Regions from separate parts of the Mus musculus genome. Here region 1 is linked to region 2. A link is a contact called in public HiChIP or PLAC-seq data. All regions are on one chromosome and are shown on one strand. The core of a region is the stretch at or near the end of the contact, and the rest is flanking DNA. Distances in the headings are between cores, read along the strand shown.

Region 1 (2,700 bases), core at 173-2,672, 160 kb after region 2:
TAGCACATTGGAATCACTGTGGGACAAACTCCTGCATCCTGACTCAGATTGGCTTCCCTACAGATACACATTTTGCAAGGTGCTTCTTTGTAACCCTGCCAGACACCTTTGTTACAACATGATGGGGGGCCTGCCCTGCTGGACTCCGGCCTTCCTATCCAGCTGGCATCACCTGGCTCCTTCAATTGCTCTTAATCCCGTTGTTTTTCAGGAGAAAAATATTTTGACAGCACAGAAGAATGGTACATCTGGAGGTCTGGGGTCCAGCAAAGCAGGGGAGCATCCTAAACAAATGGATTGACTGCTTCCGGCACCATCATTAACTTCTGCTCCAGGACTGACAGCTGGGACACAGGCAAAAGGAAACCTTTTTAATTTATAGTGAGCAAGACAAGTTCCTCCCCTTCCTCGACATCCCCACCTTCCTGGCTCATTTAAAGGGCCAGAGTCACTTGAAACAATAAAATCTTACATAGTTCTCTATGTGGAGCTTCTCTGGTATTTTCCGAAGCCCTAGAAAGTGTGTGTCAGTTCAAATACCATAAGATGGAAAGCATTTTTAAAATTTTCTTCAGGTAGTTAAGCTACAAGACCATTAAAAAGGATTGATGTAATTATTGAGGAACCTGTAAATTAAAAAAAAAATTAGATTGCAATAGATACACGAAGGCAGGAGAAAATACCTCTGCTTTAACAAGACCTATGTTTTCTCAGCAAGAATGAGTTAGCAGGTGGGAAATAAAGTTAATTTCAGTTTTATTAATAATATCTGATATGAAATGTTATAACTCTCCCTTCCAACCTTGCAGACAACTGGAATATTTATTTCTACTTCAGAAAAAACATGAGCGGCTGTTACCTTGAAGCAACACACACATTTAATTAAGGCAGGCAAGGAAAGGAATTGTGGCTGCATTTAAATCAGGCACGTAGAATTTAAGAGATCTGACCTTAAAAATGAAGAAAATATTATTGTAATTACTCCATTTGCTAAAAACAAATGATGTGACATTTGAATTTAAGACTTCTATCAAAAACATAGAGTGTCTTTAATCAGTTTGCACCTTTCGATTTTAATGGAGTTGCGCTTGGGCCACTGCATTCACAATTACTGAGGCTGGCGACTCCAAGCCTTTGAAATGACTTGAAAAGATTACCATTCATGGATTATTTATTAGCTCCCTGTGAGTGTATTTCCCAGAGTGGAAGTAGTGTACTATGCCAGTCTAGTTCCCAAGTTAAACTCTTTTAATTAACAGCACACTGTCCGTTGTTGCAAATGCGCCCCTGAAGTTGTGGGACATGTTGTCACGCTCTTCCCTCCACGTGGGTCTTTAGTGGCTGTCTTTGTTCTTCACCATCTCAAGCAGAGTCCTGATCACAGCCCTGGCGGCTGCTTCTGCTGCCGCCCTGGAAACACCACAGCTTGCAGGAATCAGGCTGCTTGGACAGACAGCGGATCTCAGCCTGCCTCAGCTCTCACTGATAGGGAGTGCCTGTCTCAGGCTCAGCAGAGAAGTCCGTGACATAGTGACACTTGCAGTTTAACCTAAACACACTTCCTGCCAGATAACAAAAATGTCACACGTGTGTCCCTGACAGCGAGCACAGAGCCGCAAGCCTGTGGCTGTGCTGCTGGCTGGCACGTGCTCTATCTGCCATCTGAAGCCTTCTGCTGCCTGCCAGGCTGTGGATCTCTGCTCCCCTGGAGCAGGGAAAGCAGTCCAAACAGACCTCCTGGCAGGAGGCAGGGACTACAATGTTGCAGAGACTGAAGACCTATGGTTAAAGCTGACAAAGGCGAGTGCAGCGAGCTTTTCAGGGCAGCTAAAACTTCTGTGGAATCAAAACAGGAATAAATAACTGTGGTGGTGGACCTGGAAGAAAGTGGTGCCTCGGGCTGGATCCTGCCACAGCAGAAGGCTGAGAGCAAGCCTGAGCTAGTGACACTCCAAGTCTGGAATTTGTCTTCTGAAATCCTGATTTCTGTGGTTGTTTGATTTATACACACTTCCATGCAGAGGTTATGAACGTGTGTGTGTGTGTGTGTGTGTGTGTGTGTGTGTGTGTGTGTTAACCCGAAGGCATTGTGGACTAATATATACTTTTAGAAAATCTGACATAGTAAAATTTATAGCGTTTACAAGTAATGTCTGGTTCCTTGCTTTGAAAATCTTGTTTCAGAGGACCCTTCTGGAAAATTCTGCCAGAACTACGTCTATAAAGCCCAATCTATAACTTGATGTGTGAAGTTTATTTACTAAAAGATAACTAATACTTGAAATGGGACTTATCTGTAGCTTCCCCCTGGAGAACAGACAGTAACACAAACAGGATGACCCTTTCAATATCTGTCACTTCAGACCCAAGTAAATGTAAGCGATGAAAATTTGCCCTAACTGATGTAAAAAAATGGATTTCATGTTACACAAATATGGAACGGAAGGGGTAGCAGCATAATAAACATGTTTCCTTGAGGGATTCCTACAAGGCTCAAGGAATGAATTTGGGGTACAGACAGGGCATGCTTTGAGGACCAACTGAGACCCTCTGAAACTGGGAGACCAAATGAATCTTCCCTTCCTTAAGTTGTGAGTCTCAGGACCTACCACCCACGAGATCCTTCAGCCTCCCTTAAGTGTTGGCCATCCCAACATCAACCTCACAAATGGAGTAACAACTGTACCTCCCTTACTTTAT
Region 2 (2,746 bases), core at 245-2,744:
CAAGACCATGGAGGGTCTTGAAGTCTTGCTGGGGAATTCTTGTTTCTTTTCTTGGCAGAGAGAAATATTTGAGATTAATACCACTTAACTCCAAAATTAATAAAACATAGTATCTATTTTGTGTAGCTTTGCTTTTTAAAAATGAAAACAGTCACACAATTAGAAAAGAAACTGTAAAAAAAAAATCTTACTTTCTTTTCTTGCTCTCCCTCTCTCTCCTTCTTATTCTTTTGTTCTGTAGCATCTGTCTGTGTATGTATGTCTGTATGTCCGTATCATCTATCTATTTATCTATCTATCTATCTATCTATCTATCTATCTATCTATCTATCTATCTATCTATCTATCTATCTAAGATAGGGTTTCTCTTTATAACAGCCCTGGCTGTCCTGGAACTTGGTTTGTAAACCAGGCTGGCCTTGAACTCACAGAGATCTGTCTGCCTCTGCCTCCTGAGTTCTGGAATTAAAGTCTCGGTGGCTTCAACACCAGGCTGTAGTCCTTATTCTTATGTAGCTTTTGAACACAAAACTTGGTAAGTCTCCAAGGAGTCTCCTCTCCACAACAAAGGGCAGCTTTGTTACCGTTCTCTTCTGTAGTTACTAGGTCAAAGCAAAACACACACACGCACACACACACACACACACACACACCCAGCTGAGTAATGGAAATCTCTTCCACTTTCTTAGGACAAGAAGTTCCTGTTTCCCTGGCTCTTCCTACTGATGTCTCTTCAAATGGTGTTGGTTAGAACTGGTGACGCACTCTTTTCAAAACCAATCCTTGGACATGGCAAGGACTTGATCCCTGAAGGCAGAGATTGCTTGTGTTGATCTCTGGTTGCAGTGGGAGAGGGAGGGTAAAGTGGTAGGTAGGTCCTGTACTGCAGGAAGGGCTCCAGAAAGTAAACTTCCAGGGTGGTGGGAATATACAGCTTTCCTAGCTGGATTACCCTGGGTTTCTTTCCAGGCTTAGCTAAAGCTGCAGTTTCCAGGACAGCCATAGGTTGTGTGTGTGTCGAGGAAAGCAGGTGGCATTGCCTTGCACTTCACATAGAGAGAGCCTCGAAGGTGCGCTCAATTATTGTCATGGTGGCCTTCCATGGGAGTTGTCACAAGGTGTGACTTCTTGCTAAGGAGGGAGACCTCGGTTTTTCCGTACCAAAGGACAAAGGCGCCAGTAAATACTGTTTTTCCGTTTGCCTTAGTTTCCCATCTGGAGGATGGATTAGGGAGGTGGTCCTGCAGGTGCCTCCGTGTCCTCCGGGTGGCAGCAGGATCTGAAAGGCTGAGGAGCAGCATGTAGTTCCACGTTCCCAGCTGCATAGATGGGAACCCTCTTTAAGGCTGAGGTCGTGTGCCCTCCGGGGTGGTGACCTGGGCATAGGCAGGACCCGCGCCATCAGGGTTCAAGGTTAGGAACACTGCTCTCATGAGAGCGGAGCGTCAGGCACGGGAGACACGGCGGAGCCTGGGCAACGCCCTAGACGCCGTCCAGGCTCTGCCAGCCAGCGGGGAGGAGGCGCCTTGGGCCGCTCATTACCCCGGCGCGGTGGCGGCTCCGGGCCCGCAGCCCCGCGGCGGAGCGGGGGCAGGCGGTCGAGACGCGCGAGCCATTTGCATTCCCCGGCAGTCATTTTTATATGCGGAGGTAATGAAGTTGTCAGCGGCGCCCCGAGTGTGGCAGAGCCTGATATTCAAATCGCCTGCCGTGTCGCCTGCCATCCCCCGCCCCCGCCCCGGCCGTCCCTTGAGTCCCGGGGCTGCGCCGCCGCCGCCAGTGCTCGCATCTCTCTCTTCCCAGCCGCTTTGTCTCCGTTGTCACACCCCTCCCTCCCCTTTGTGTCTCTGATGAGACTCCTAGTCTCAGATCAGAGGCCGCCCCTAGGTCTAGTGACCCTGCGACCCCGGGGATGCACAACCAACCATCTTCACATTGAAGTCCTTTCTGCACCCCCCCCCCTCTCTCTCTCTCTCTCTGCTGGCATCCTTGATCACCTTCAGCTTCAGCTGCAAGGAGATGACCTAAAGCTGGCGTTTAGCTGTGGGGCCCAAAGGACTGTCCTCTTGTCTTTCTGAATACGTATTTATGAGCATGTTTATGATTACAAAACCCATATCGGACCTACCGGCCCAGGCCACCATGAAAACACTAGCAGTCTTGATAAGGAAAGGAAGAAGAAAGACAGGCACACTGTCTAGATGGGCAAAGGAAGACATGACCCCTTACCCACCTGGTATTCATTTCCCAGCTGCCCATCAGGCCATCTGGGACCTACAGTGTGGTCCAAATCCTGCAAAGATAAGGTGTGAGGGAAAGAGAGTGAACTTTCTCGGTCGTTGTTGTAAAGTACTGATTGGATGTTGAAAGGCTCATATTCTCGATATAGTGTGTGAAATAAAATAGAGTGTTATAGTCAAATATTGCTTTCTATTCTTTAGAGCTGTGTGGCTGAGAACAACATTTACAATTATGTCTGTGACTGATATTCTATTTCTGTTGGGCAGTGTTGGTATGGAGGTGCAAGACCCAAGGAACTTTCTAGCTCTGATTGTACCACCCACTCTTCCTCTGCAGATGGGTTGAAACTGGGCAGGGAAAAGGACAGTCATCAGAACTGGTTGTCGGGGTGGGGAACCTCCTGACAATACACAGCGGAGCCTGAGCCCGTAGCCCGTGGCTTAATGGGTATGCGTTCTTTCCTTTGTTTACAGTAGGCGTGCCCGCAGTCATGCCACGGTCTCAT

The links. HiChIP or PLAC-seq counts read pairs in DNA pulled down with a chosen protein or histone mark.
Region 1: a contact with region 2 is called in an H3K4me3 HiChIP or PLAC-seq map of embryonic basal ganglia, with 2.9 times the contacts expected there. The contact joins two enhancer-like sites. A contact is called at or near these places in 1 of 39 promoter capture datasets (cranial neural crest), 18 of 484 Hi-C or Micro-C datasets (B cells, LSK cells, bone marrow-derived dendritic cells and 7 more) and 19 of 115 datasets of contacts at active chromatin or transcription factors (T-cell acute lymphoblastic leukemia, bone marrow-derived macrophages, a colorectal cancer cell line and 10 more).

Annotation. Positions count from the first base shown.
Region 1 is chr6:51,766,544-51,769,243 of GRCm38.p6, forward strand. No RefSeq gene overlaps it. Among named protein-coding and RNA genes, the nearest start is that of Gm38811, 57 kb to the left of the region's middle. Within about 2 kb of position 1,423, at least 110 of the 459 cell types and tissues checked have an H3K27ac peak or open chromatin away from gene starts, as enhancers often do. A contact at or near this core is called in embryonic basal ganglia, forebrain and neural progenitor cells, where this site is marked.
Region 2 is chr6:51,611,162-51,613,907 of GRCm38.p6, forward strand. No RefSeq gene overlaps it. Among named protein-coding and RNA genes, the nearest start is that of Snx10, 89 kb to the left of the region's middle. Within about 2 kb of position 1,495, at least 172 of the 459 cell types and tissues checked have an H3K27ac peak or open chromatin away from gene starts, as enhancers often do. A contact at or near this core is called in embryonic basal ganglia, forebrain and neural progenitor cells, where this site is marked.